Regions from separate parts of the Ovis aries genome. Here region 2 is linked to region 1. The links are chromatin contacts, called in public Hi-C maps. All regions are on one chromosome and are shown on one strand. Each heading gives the region's core, a stretch centred on a gene start, on an enhancer-like site or on the middle of the called end of the contact. The rest is flanking DNA. Distances are from core to core; before and after follow the strand shown. Region 1 holds the start of SEPHS2 (selenophosphate synthetase 2). Region 2 holds the start of SRCAP (Snf2 related CREBBP activator protein).

Region 1 (5,634 bases), core at 1,260-3,759:
TCTAACTATTGGACCACCAGAAAAGTCCTTCTGAAGGCATTTATACTTTGGCCTCCTCTGTTCTAAGTCAATTACCCCTCTTACACCCACCTTCCACCTTCCAAGAACAGCTGACACCTTTCCTTTGCCATTTCCTCTCCCACCCTCTAGGCCTTGGGATTTATGACTGTTATGATCCTTTGCTGTCAACACCAAATGTTATGTTGGTTCATTTTATAAAACTGTAAAAGATGAATAATTCCAAAGATACATTCGCCAGAAGAATTTTCAACAAAACTATTTCACTAGAAATGGCTTTATTGATGAAATCACCAGGAATTTTCAACACAAGATTTAACATCTTAATGTCCACCAAGACCTGGGCTCTGGGGTTTGGTCTGCCTCTCCCAGTCCTTAAAGGGGTTTAGAGAGAGACATCATTAACAGAGACCAAGTAAGGTGGTTGGAGGTCCTCCTTTCCCAGTCACTGGACAAGCTGCTCAATTCTTGTCCGGAGTAGGAAAGAGCCAGTGTTTCAGAGTAATCTAATAAGAATTTGACATTGCATTTAAATCTCTCATAACAATTTCAATTTATCAACAGTATTGGTCCAAACTTATTTGTTTCTGATCTAAGTCTTTTTCATTTTGCATTTTTGGTGTAATTTTAGTAAATAGTCTCACTCCCTGTGCAGAAATCAATTAACCCCGTGCCAAGAAAAATACCTCAAACCTGAGTAATCTCCTCTTGCTCTTGGAAAGAGGAAACAGGGGGTTTTCTGCTTTTTCCACTCAAGAGATGACCAAATATATACCCTCGACCCCCCGGAAGTCCAAAATGTTACTTCTGGCCTCGGAATGTGCAGCTTTTGATGGGCTGATTCAAATTACCTAGGAAGAGCAGCTGAACTACTATGCAGGTAGCCTTCTTTGGAAATTTCTTCCTAAAATAAACTCTAGTGATTGCTCCATGCTTGTGTACAAAGGCTGTACAGTTCGAACAACTTCTGCTGTTCCATCTCACAAGCTAGGCTCAGAGGAGGCACTGGAGTTCTCAGGAGCAAGAGTAGCAGTGGCCCCACGAGGTAGGACCTCAATAACGCGAGGCTTGTCAATGATCCGGGCTGTCCGGTTTCCTTTTTCCACAATACCGACGATCCAGGCTTGATGACCCTCTCCATACTTTGAAGATTTGATTTCTGAACAAAAGCGAGCTGCTTGTTCTCTTGGCAGACAAATCAGTAGCCCCCCAGAAGTTTCTGCTGAGGTTCCTTGCAGGAGACCGAAGCGCCCGCTGGCCTTGCTGATGGCAGCCATCTTGGCAATGATGGGCAGATTATGAATGACAAACGAGACCTCATTTCTTTGTTGTTTTGCAAGGTTCTGAGAGTGACCCAGAATGCCAAAGCCGGTGATATCTGTGGCTGCGTGGGCATTAAACGTGTGCATCAGCCCGGCAGCAATTCTATTGAGGGTAGCCATGTTGAACATGGCTTCCTGATAACCCAGCTCTACCTCTTCTCTGGAGACCACCATCTTTATCTTATTCCATCGTTCAGGATTATCCAGCCATTGGTGGGCATTGACGGCAACCTGGGTTCCTAAGGGTTTAGTTAACACGAGCACATCCCCAACAACGGCGCTGTCAGGCAAGATGAATTCATTTGGTTGACATACTACAGTGGCAACTCCACCTATGATAATCCAAGGATTTACCACCGTTTGCCCACCAGTCACTGCAGTCCCTCCTTCCTCGGCAGCATCCCGAAAGCCTTTGATCATGAGTGGTGTTATCTTTTCTCGCTCCTCCTCAGGCATACTCTGGCTGACGCTGAGTAGCATCAACATGTTATCACACTCAGTAATGCCCATCGCGTAGAGGTCACTCAGCACGTTGGCACATGCGATGCGCCCCATCATATAGGGATCTTCCACCAGGGGGTAAAAGAAGTCGGTGGTCTGCACCAAGGACAGGCCCCCGTGTCTCAGGGGTATGACGCAGGAGTCCATCCCAATGCCCAGGCTGGGGAAGGGAGGGCTGGGTTCCGCCCTCACCGGCAGACCGGCTTCCTGGGCCGTCTCTTCAAGGCCTCCGACCAGGCCCCGGCCCGGCGCGGGCAGCACCTCCGGTCGCGTCAGTCCCGCCAGGAGTTTGAGCAGCGTCTCCTGGGGGACCTTACAGCCTCAGCCCTTCATGCCAGAGAAGCCGGTGAGCCGCCAGCTCGGGCTGAGACCCAACGCCTGGGGCTCGAAGGGCCGGTAGCTCGAGAAGCCCCGGCCTAGAGGCAAGCCCACCGGGCCCGAGGAGCCTTCCCCCGCCGCCACTGCCGCCATAGCCTCTCCGCCGGCGCCAGTCGCCGCGACTTCCGCCATTACGCCTGCCCGGCAGGGAGGGAGAAAAGAGGATGGAGGAGGAGAGGGCCCTTTTATTTTCCACTCCAGTTAGTAAGGCGTAACGACATTACCGCAGACTCTCTCTGGCACGACTCGCGGAGCACAACCGCCGCCACACCACGCGCTCCAGGATGTCCCGAGGAAAGGGACGCCGGCCTCTCCGTATTTATCTTGCTGGTGATTGACAGCCGTACCAGCCAATGATGGCTTCGCCGCTAAGGGGCGGGTTTCCTTTGGTCTAAAAGATATACTACAAATCAACCACCAGCTTGCGAAATTGGTCTCGGCAAGATTACTGAGCAAATGCTTTGGTTCATTTTCCTTGATGTAATTTAAATGATCTCTTAGGAGTGGCTGGCGGAACTCTGATTCCCTAGAGAGAGTTTACCAAGTCCAGCATTTTCAAAGACGAGGGCAGATCGGTCACTTGGTCAACCTCAAGCCGGTCAGATTAGTCCAAGGGTCACTTGGTAGCGCACATGATCTATCCAGGGTAGAAAAATAGCCCAGGAGAAAAATCGGAACGAATATTGAGAAATTAGATATTAAGTTACTACCATTATGTAAGCAAACTGCAGCATCAACATAATGAAATGTTAACGAGGACTTGGTCGGACATGACTGAGCGACTAAAAACAGCGACTGAACAACAACTTTAAAGTGTTTTAGGACTCTTAAGTCCAGACTCCTGCGAGGGTTTTGGTGCTATTTCCACCACTAAACCTATGCCAGTCACTTCCTCTCTCTTGGGATCAATGGCTCATCTGAACAGTAAAGTAGCTTTACCTAGGGTTCTTCTAGTCTAAATTTTTTATATCCCTTTAAGTTAATATATACGAGAGTGTGTGGTGTATTCATGAAGGAAAGCTTGTCAATATCTGTTAAAATGATAGCTGCACTAAATACCTTTGACCCAGTAGTTCCATTCTAGAACTTTATCTTTTAGATATACTCACCTATGTGAGTGGGAAATGATATTTATTGCTGTGCTATAAGCATACCTGAACAACTTAAATGTTCATCAGTTATGATTAAAATAAATTGATACATATATATAATGGACTATAAGACAGCCATAAAAAAGAATGAGAAAGCATTGATATGATTATGCTGACAATAGTTACAGTTCTAATAGGCAGGATTCTAAATGCTCTACATATATTAACTAATTTAATTCTCATAAAGACATTATAAGTTAGGATTTGTTCCACATTTTACAGATAAGTAATATAAGACACAGAGAGATTAAATGGCCTAATCAAAATCACCATGAGTTTAGCTTGAAGCTGAATATGAATCCATGCAATCTGCTCCAGAGACCACCAAATTATATTGCCTATAATGTTTGTTAAGAGAAACAAACAAGCTTCAGAGAAGTATGTATAGAATACTACAAGTTGTTGTAAAAGGGGGAAATATATGCAAAAACGTATTTCTGGAGCGGTGATCACCAGAAACTGGTAATTTTGATTATCTGTGGGGAGACAATAAGATGATTAGGCGACAGAGATTCTTTTCATTGTGTTGTCTTTTTGATCTTTTTGAGTTGGAACTTAAAATTTAACATTTGAATGTAATACTTAAAACAAAAGTTAATGCCAAGGGAGTATAAATTGATGCAAACATTTTGAAAAAGAGCCTGACCTTAACTGATAAAGTCGGACATATGCAAACCCATGTGATTCCACCCAAGGACATGCCCTAGAGAAAAATCCTGCCCTTGTGCCTCAGATAATATATACAAGAATGGCTGTAAGAGGTCTGGAGAGGATTGTACAACAGTGTGAATGTACTTAACACTACTGAACGTAAAAGGTTTAAAAAAGTAGATAAGATGGTAAATTTTATGTTGTGTGCATGTGTGGTGTTTTTGGTTTTTTTTTTTTTTTTTTTTTTTTTGCTGAGCTGAGAGGCATGTGGTATCTTAGTTTCCTGACCAGGGATCGATCTGTGCCCCCTACAATGGAAGCACAGTGTCCTAACCACTGGATCGCCAAGAAATCCCCTGTTATGTGTGTTTTTCCACAGTCACAAATATAAAAAAATATAGTAGATACTTATAGACTTTATAGTCCACCATTACATTTGTTTTTTATTACTGCATAAGTGAAGTGAAGTTGCTCAATTGTGTCCGACACTTTACGACCCCGTGGACTATAGCCTACCAGGCTCCTCCATCCATGGGATTCTCCAGGCAAGAATACTGGAGTGGGTTGCCACTTCCTTCTCCAGGGGATCATCCCGACCCAGGGATCGAAACTGGGTCTCCCGCATTGCAGGCATACTACAGTATTAAGTCCTGGAGTGAACTGGAAGGAACCAGAATGTTAGATTTAGAATAAGCTGTCACCATGACTCTCCTAAAAGGCTTAGCTAATTTGCTAATGTGTGGCTGTGTGGCCTAATGGATAAGGCATCTGACTTCGGATCAGAAGATTGCAGGTTCGAGTCCTGCCACAGTCGAAAGGGGATGGATTGCTTTTTGAGAGCTTCCCGGGTGGCTCAAGTGGTAAAGAATCCACCTGCAATGCAGGAGCCACAGGAAATGCACGTTCGATCCCTGGGTGACCCCTTGGAGGAGGAAAGGGTAACCTACCCCAGTATTCTTGTCTGGAGAATCCCATGGTCAGAGGAGCCTGGCAGGCTACAGTCCATAGGGTCACAAAGAATAAGACACGACTGAAGCATATCAAATAGAGATGTTAAGAGAATTGAATTTTTAAAATGTGTGTAAAGTTCCTGGCTGATGGTAAACTCAAAATAAATGATAGAACTTTTATCATATAGTACTGATATTGTGGTTGTAGGGACTGAAATTTAAATTCACAAATCTTGTAACATCGTCCAGAGTTTTTTATAAAAATAAATGTATCCATCTTTCAAAGGAAAAAGAACTGTAACAGAAAATGATCCAAGTTCTCATTAACCTAAGAGTGCACAAACAAGCTGTGGTGTCACCACACAATGGAATATTATTTATCTTTAAAAATGAGGTGTAGGCATCATCAATATGAATAATCTCAAAAACAAAACATTGAAAAGAAGCAAGTTATAGAAGAAAACATAAACTAGGATACCATTTATAAACAAGCAATAACATTTTATTAGTAGCAAATATTAATATTTTATTAGTAAAAAGCAATAATATTGTTGAGATGCATACTTGATAAAGACTCTTAAAAGGTAAAAGAATGAATGATTAACAAAGGAGTTGTTAAAAGATTACCATAGGAATTACTTTTGGGGAAGGATATGTAAAAGA
Region 2 (5,634 bases), core at 2,291-4,790, 210 kb after region 1:
CAGTGAAGGAGAGGTATATGAGGTTAAAAAAAATAGAAGGGATCATATCCTTTAGGGTTACTTTATTGAAAAAGAAAGTAAAAAAATACACGTTGTGAGATATACACAATGTACAATTTTAAAAATTATCTCTTTTTGGCTGTGCTGGGTCTTCGTTGCTGTGCAGGCCTTTCTCTAGTTGTGGTGAGTGGGGGATACTCTGTAGTTGTGGTGTACAGGCTTCTCAGTGCCGTGGCTCTCAGGCACGTGGGTTCAGGAATGGTGGCTCCCAGGATCTAGAGCACAGGCTCAGTACTTGTGGCCCATGGGCTTTGTTGTGCCACCGTATGTGGGATCTTCCTGGATCAGCGATTGACCCCATGTCTCCTGCGCTGGCAGGTGGATTCTTTATCACTGAACCACCAAGGAAGTCCTACAATTTTTTTTTTTTAGATATATTTTTCAAGATGTATTTAGTTTTGGCTGTGCTGGGTCTTCGTTGCTGCGTGAGAGCTCTCTCCAGTTTCAGCGAGGGGGCTACTCTCTAGTGGCGGTGCTCAGGCTTCTCATTGTGTGGCTTCTCTTGTTACTTTGGGCTTCAGTAGCTGTGGTTCATGGGCTCTGGAGCACTGGCTCAGTAGTTGCGGTGCATTAGTTGCAAGTATACAATTTTTACACGGACATTTTAGTGAAGGTTTACATCTGTATTCACCCATGGATGTGACCTTATCTAGATCGAGATATAAAACAGGAGTCAGCAAACATTTTTGGTAAGGTGTCAGACAGAAAATAGTTTAGGCTTTGTAGGCCTATGGTCTCTGGTGCAACTACTCAGCTCCACTATTACAGGAAGGCAGCCCTAGTTGCTATGTAATGAATGGGCATGGTCTGATTCCCATAAATCTTTAGTTACAGACACTGAAATTTGAATTACATGTAATTTTAACATATTACAAAATATTTTCCTTCTTTTTTCTTCAACCATTTGAAAATATAAAAGCCTTTCCTAGGACTTCCCTGGTGGTCCGGTGGTTAAAAATCCATCTGCCAATGCAGGGGACATGGGTTCAATCCCTGGTCCAGAAAGATCCCATAAGCTGTGGAGCAACTAAGCCTATGCACCACAACTACTGAGCCTGTGCCCTAGAGCCTGGGAGCCACAACTACTGAGCAACTACTGAAGCCTGAGAACCTAGAGCCCGTGCTCTACAACCAGAGAAGCCTCCACAATAAGAAGCCCACAAAGTGCAATGAAAGGTAGTCCCTGCTCGCCACAACTAGAGAAAGCCTTCACAGCAATGGAGACCCAGTGCAGCCAAAAATAAAAATATTTAAGAAAACACTTAGCTTGTCAGCTGTACAAAAAACAGGTAGTGTGCAGGACCTGCTCTTTGGGCCATAGTTTACCAACCTCTGATACATTTCTAGTATCCCCTTTGTGCATCTTTCCAGTTAAAACCCTTCTCTCCTACTGGTTATTGTTCTGATTTTTGTTAATTTTTGTTGCTCTTAAACCTTATATAATCTGAATCACATGTATTTATTCTTCAACTCCACATGTCTGTCCTATGGGAATGTTAAGCCATTATACATAATTTTCATGTAAGAGGACTAAGATGCCATTTGGGGATTTCAAGTGTGAGAGCATCATGATCTGATATATATGAAAAGGTCACTCTGGTGGCTGTGCGGAGAACAGAGTAATGGAAAACAGGAGTGGAACTGGGAGGCCCGGGAGTAATCTAAGCCACGGGATGATGGTGGCTGGACCACAGTTACAGCCATGGAAATGGAAGACAAATTTTAGACTTGAGCTCACATAACCAATATTAGTTATTTATTTTTAAAATAAGGTGTGATAATACTATCAAATTTCCTGAATAATCTTTCTGAGACTGGCATTGAGAATTGTCATGTATACACCGTGGCCCTACCTTCAAGGAGTTGACAACAGTTTTGGGGGTGGGGTGCACAGACTGCAAATCCAGATACAATTCAATCAGTGTTTTAAGAAGCCCAGGAGGCTGTGGGAACCAGAAGGGGTATTAAACCAGCCTGATGGTGGTCAAGAGAGATCACCTGAGGGTTGTGGCCTTTGAGCTAAATTCTGAAGGAAAAGTCTTGAAAAAGGATTAAAAAAAATTATATGGCAAGGGTAAGAAATCTGAGACTCTTGGAAGCTCAATGCAGTTCTATGATGGTGTCTCAGAGAATATGTAATCCTGGCTTAGAAAAAACACTTTGAACTGGGTCTAAATAGATGGGCATTTATCTACATTTTCAATCAATCCATCCTGTATGCTTCTGTGTGCCCTGAGGCTCCAGCAAAGAACAGAGGTAGCAAACTGACAGCCTGAATCTGATGTATTTTGGCCTACATTCCTGTAGGGCGACCACAGGAACAGTGGTTTGAACAGAGGTTATTACTTTTGGACAGAGCACATGGTCTCCTGTTCCTGGTATTCCTTATTTGCTCTCTTTGCTTTTACATTACCTTCTTGGCCCTTCTAGGTTTTTGTTTTCAACTCATGGTCTTTACTGTAAGAAAAACAGTACTTTAAATCACTTACACAGAGAGAATCATCAACTCTTCGAGTAGAATGGGGAAGACCTAAACTGAGTGAATGAAGAGAAGTTGAATGAGAGCTTTACCCTGGATTTCTAACCTGGCTTCTAGGGTAGGCTTTAGGTGGTAAATTTTGAGTGTTTGTATCCTTGTGACTTAGGCTGGTTGGCTATGAATTGGGTGAAGATATCAGATTCTCAAAGGGGGTACTCAACCTAGAAAGCTGGCAAACAGCATAAATGCTTAGGAATTATTGGGAATACTATCATAAAGAAGGCTGAGCGCCGAAGAATTGATGCTTTTGAATTGTGATGCCGGAGAAGACTCTTGAGAGTCCCTAGGACTGCAAGGATATCAAACCAGTCAATCCTAAAGGAAATCAATGCTGAATATTCATTAGAAGCACTGATGCTGAAGCTCCAATACTTTGGCCGCCTGATGGCAAGAGCCAACTCATTAGAAAAGACCCTGATGCTGGGAAAGATTGAGGGACGGGGGATAAGGGGGAAGACAGAGGATGAGATGGTTGGATAGCATCACTGACTCAATGAACGTAAGTCTGAGCAAACTCTGGGAAATAGCGAAAGGCGAGGAAACCGGGCGTCCTGCAGTCCATGGGGTTGTATCGAGTCGGTGACAACTTAAGAGACTAAATAACCCTTGTGTGAAATGAAGCAGGTCTACATAAGTGGACTGCCATATGAATCCAGAAGCCCATGCTCCTCCACTGCTAACTAGCTAAAAGTACCTGAGAAATTGCTTTGCACTCCGGGTGATCTATTAAAGTGAGGCGGACTCATCCGAGTTGGCAGCCGCAATGCAGCTCCAGCAGCAGGTTCCGTAGTGGATAAAAACGCTTCGTCGCGGGCAAGCGCTTTCTCCGCGCGGACTACATCTCCCAGCCGGCCTTGCGCTTCGGGCAGCGCCCTACGCTAGCACGCGAGCTTCCTCGCTCCCCCAACCTCCAGTTACTGTTTCTCGCGAGAGGACGGGCCGCGCCGGCGGTAGCGATAGTGAGCTGTGGTGGTGGCGGTGGTGTTGGTGGTGGCGGCCGAGACGGCGGCGGCCATTTTGGTGAGGCCTCGGAAGCGGCGGCGGCGGTTCGCTGCGAGTAGCGTCTTCCACTTTTCCCACCGCCCGCCCGCATCACTGTGCCGCGAGAGGAAGCAGTGGAAGCAAGGCGGTGGTAGTAGCCGCGGGCCCCAGGGGAATTTAAAGGCCGCGAAGGCGGCGGCCAAGAGGGGGCCCTCCCCCCTCCTCGGCGGGAGGGGGGGTGGTGCGCACGCCCCCGAGGACGCAGGTAAGGAGAGGGAGACAAGATGGCGGACGCCTCACAGTTCCCCCTCCCCTGACGGGTGATTGCGCGCGCATCTTTCCGCCACCGCCTCCCCTCCCACCTTCCCGGGATGCTGCGCGCGCACCTTCGGCCGGGGCCCCGGGGCCGGTGCGCGAGGCTGTCGGCGCGCGCCCATAGAGACAGGCTCAGGGGGGCCAGGCTGGCCGGCGCTGAGCCCGGGCGCGTCTCCTCTCCCCTCCCGCCGGTCTGCGCACGCGTACCTGAGCGAGCGAGCGAGCCCTGAGAGGACGGACCCAGGTGCGCTCCTGCCCGCCCACCAACCCCAGCCCCCTCTCAGGGGCGCGCGGGAAGAGGAAGGGGGGCGTGGGGCGAGTAGTCGGGGCGCGCGCCCACCATATCCAGTCAGGAGCTAGGACCTGGCGGCACTAGCCCTCCTTTATCTCAGCCTTTCGCGGTCTGGTGGTGGTGGGGGGTTGCTCCCTGACCGGCAGGGATGAAAGACTGCCTAGCTTTGCGACCCTTGTGTGCGTGGGTTTGGGTTCTGGCGGGAGCCCCCGGGCGGTGCGCGCAGCCGGCTCTCTCCGCCTCCAGGCGCGCACGCGCGGGCCCCTCCCCCAGTGGCTCACGTTGGGTGGGGTGGGAGTCTAGGAGGGGGCGGGGCCATCTTAGGGCTAGTGGCAAGTTGGGGCAGAGGTCAGGGGTCACGCCGGGTCAGGCTGTTGGGACACGCTGGGAGACGGTAATGAAGCCGGGGGTCGGGAGTTCATACTTCTTGATTCTGGTTGTTAGCGCGATTCCAGTGACTTGTGGAACAGGGAGTGAATCAAAGGCTGCGCCGTGGTTAAGGAATTTCCTTAAACACTGGGGAAACACTTCCGGGACTTTTGTGGGTTTACCCTGCCTATTTCCGGAGTATGGTTCTTTGCTTTCAGGCTTTCCTTACCTCTGAGTGCTACTCTAAGGTAGCTCTAGTTCTGGTGTTTGAGGAAGTGTCTTATGGGGCAGGTGTAGGAGTCGAAGGGCTCCCCTGAGGAAGGGTGGATTCTCCTGTGTTCAGTCCTCACTGGAAAGGAGAGCAGGCTGCCAGACAGCCAGCATCTTTTGAGCTTCTGGATGTGACAGCTTTTTTGGCTTTGTTAATTTCAGCGGTTGGAGCCTTTTACCCTTCAGCTTTTTAAACTTGTTGTCGAGGCTTCACTTGCCAGCTTCTCTTCCCCAGCCAGAATCTAATATTCCTAAGAAATTCTGTTTTCACAGCACATGGTTTGTTTTCAATTTTTGGAAATGTGATCTTTTTCTACTACTGTTAATTCTCTTCAGCCTTTGAACTGACTTGGGTTTATCAAAAAAACTTCAAAAGTTGGTGTAAAGAAGGCTTTGATGGGTGTTGGTAGATGTGAATTAGTTCCTCACTGCTGTTTTCCTCCCTGTTTCAGGCCTGATTCCCCTCAGTACGGCGGCACCGTGGAAGTGCAGACTTTCACAGGGGGTGTGGTCTCAGCTCACACAGGTGAGGGCTCAAATACCACTTCCATATACTGATGCTAATGGAGAGATGTTTAAGATAATGATTGTGGTGCAACACAGTACTGAGTCTATGGATAGAGATCTGAATCACAGCCTGCCTCCACCAGGGAGAGTAGCACATTCTTGGGTTTTGACATCAGACTGTCTTAGTCTGTTCTCCTCCTCCTACTTCTTTACTGTGTGACCTTGTGCAAGTCATTTGCTCTGTTTGCATTATGACTTCCTAACTTAGAAATGCTAGAATGTAAGCTTCATTTAAGTCAGC

The links. A called contact is a pair of places that touch in the nucleus more often than the background predicts.
Region 2: a Hi-C map of liver shows a contact between it and region 1, with 2.5 times the contacts expected there. The contact joins the promoter of SRCAP here to the promoter of SEPHS2 in region 1. A contact is called at or near these places in 6 of 16 Hi-C or Micro-C datasets (blood, hypothalamus, liver and 2 more).

Annotation. Positions count from the first base shown.
Region 1 is chr24:27,130,192-27,135,825 of ARS-UI_Ramb_v3.0, forward strand. SEPHS2 (selenophosphate synthetase 2) reads right to left here and starts at 2,510. Exons shown (of 1, transcript XM_004020905.5): 1 at 280-2,510. The coding sequence starts at 2,351. The coding sequence ends at 999. TRNAR-UCG (transfer RNA arginine (anticodon UCG)) reads left to right here and starts at 4,763; the gene lies at 4,763-4,835.
Region 2 is chr24:27,343,460-27,349,093 of ARS-UI_Ramb_v3.0, forward strand. It overlaps SRCAP (Snf2 related CREBBP activator protein), which reads left to right and starts at 3,541. Exons shown (of 33, transcript XM_060405841.1): 1 at 3,541-3,845; 2 at 5,279-5,352. It also overlaps LOC105604737.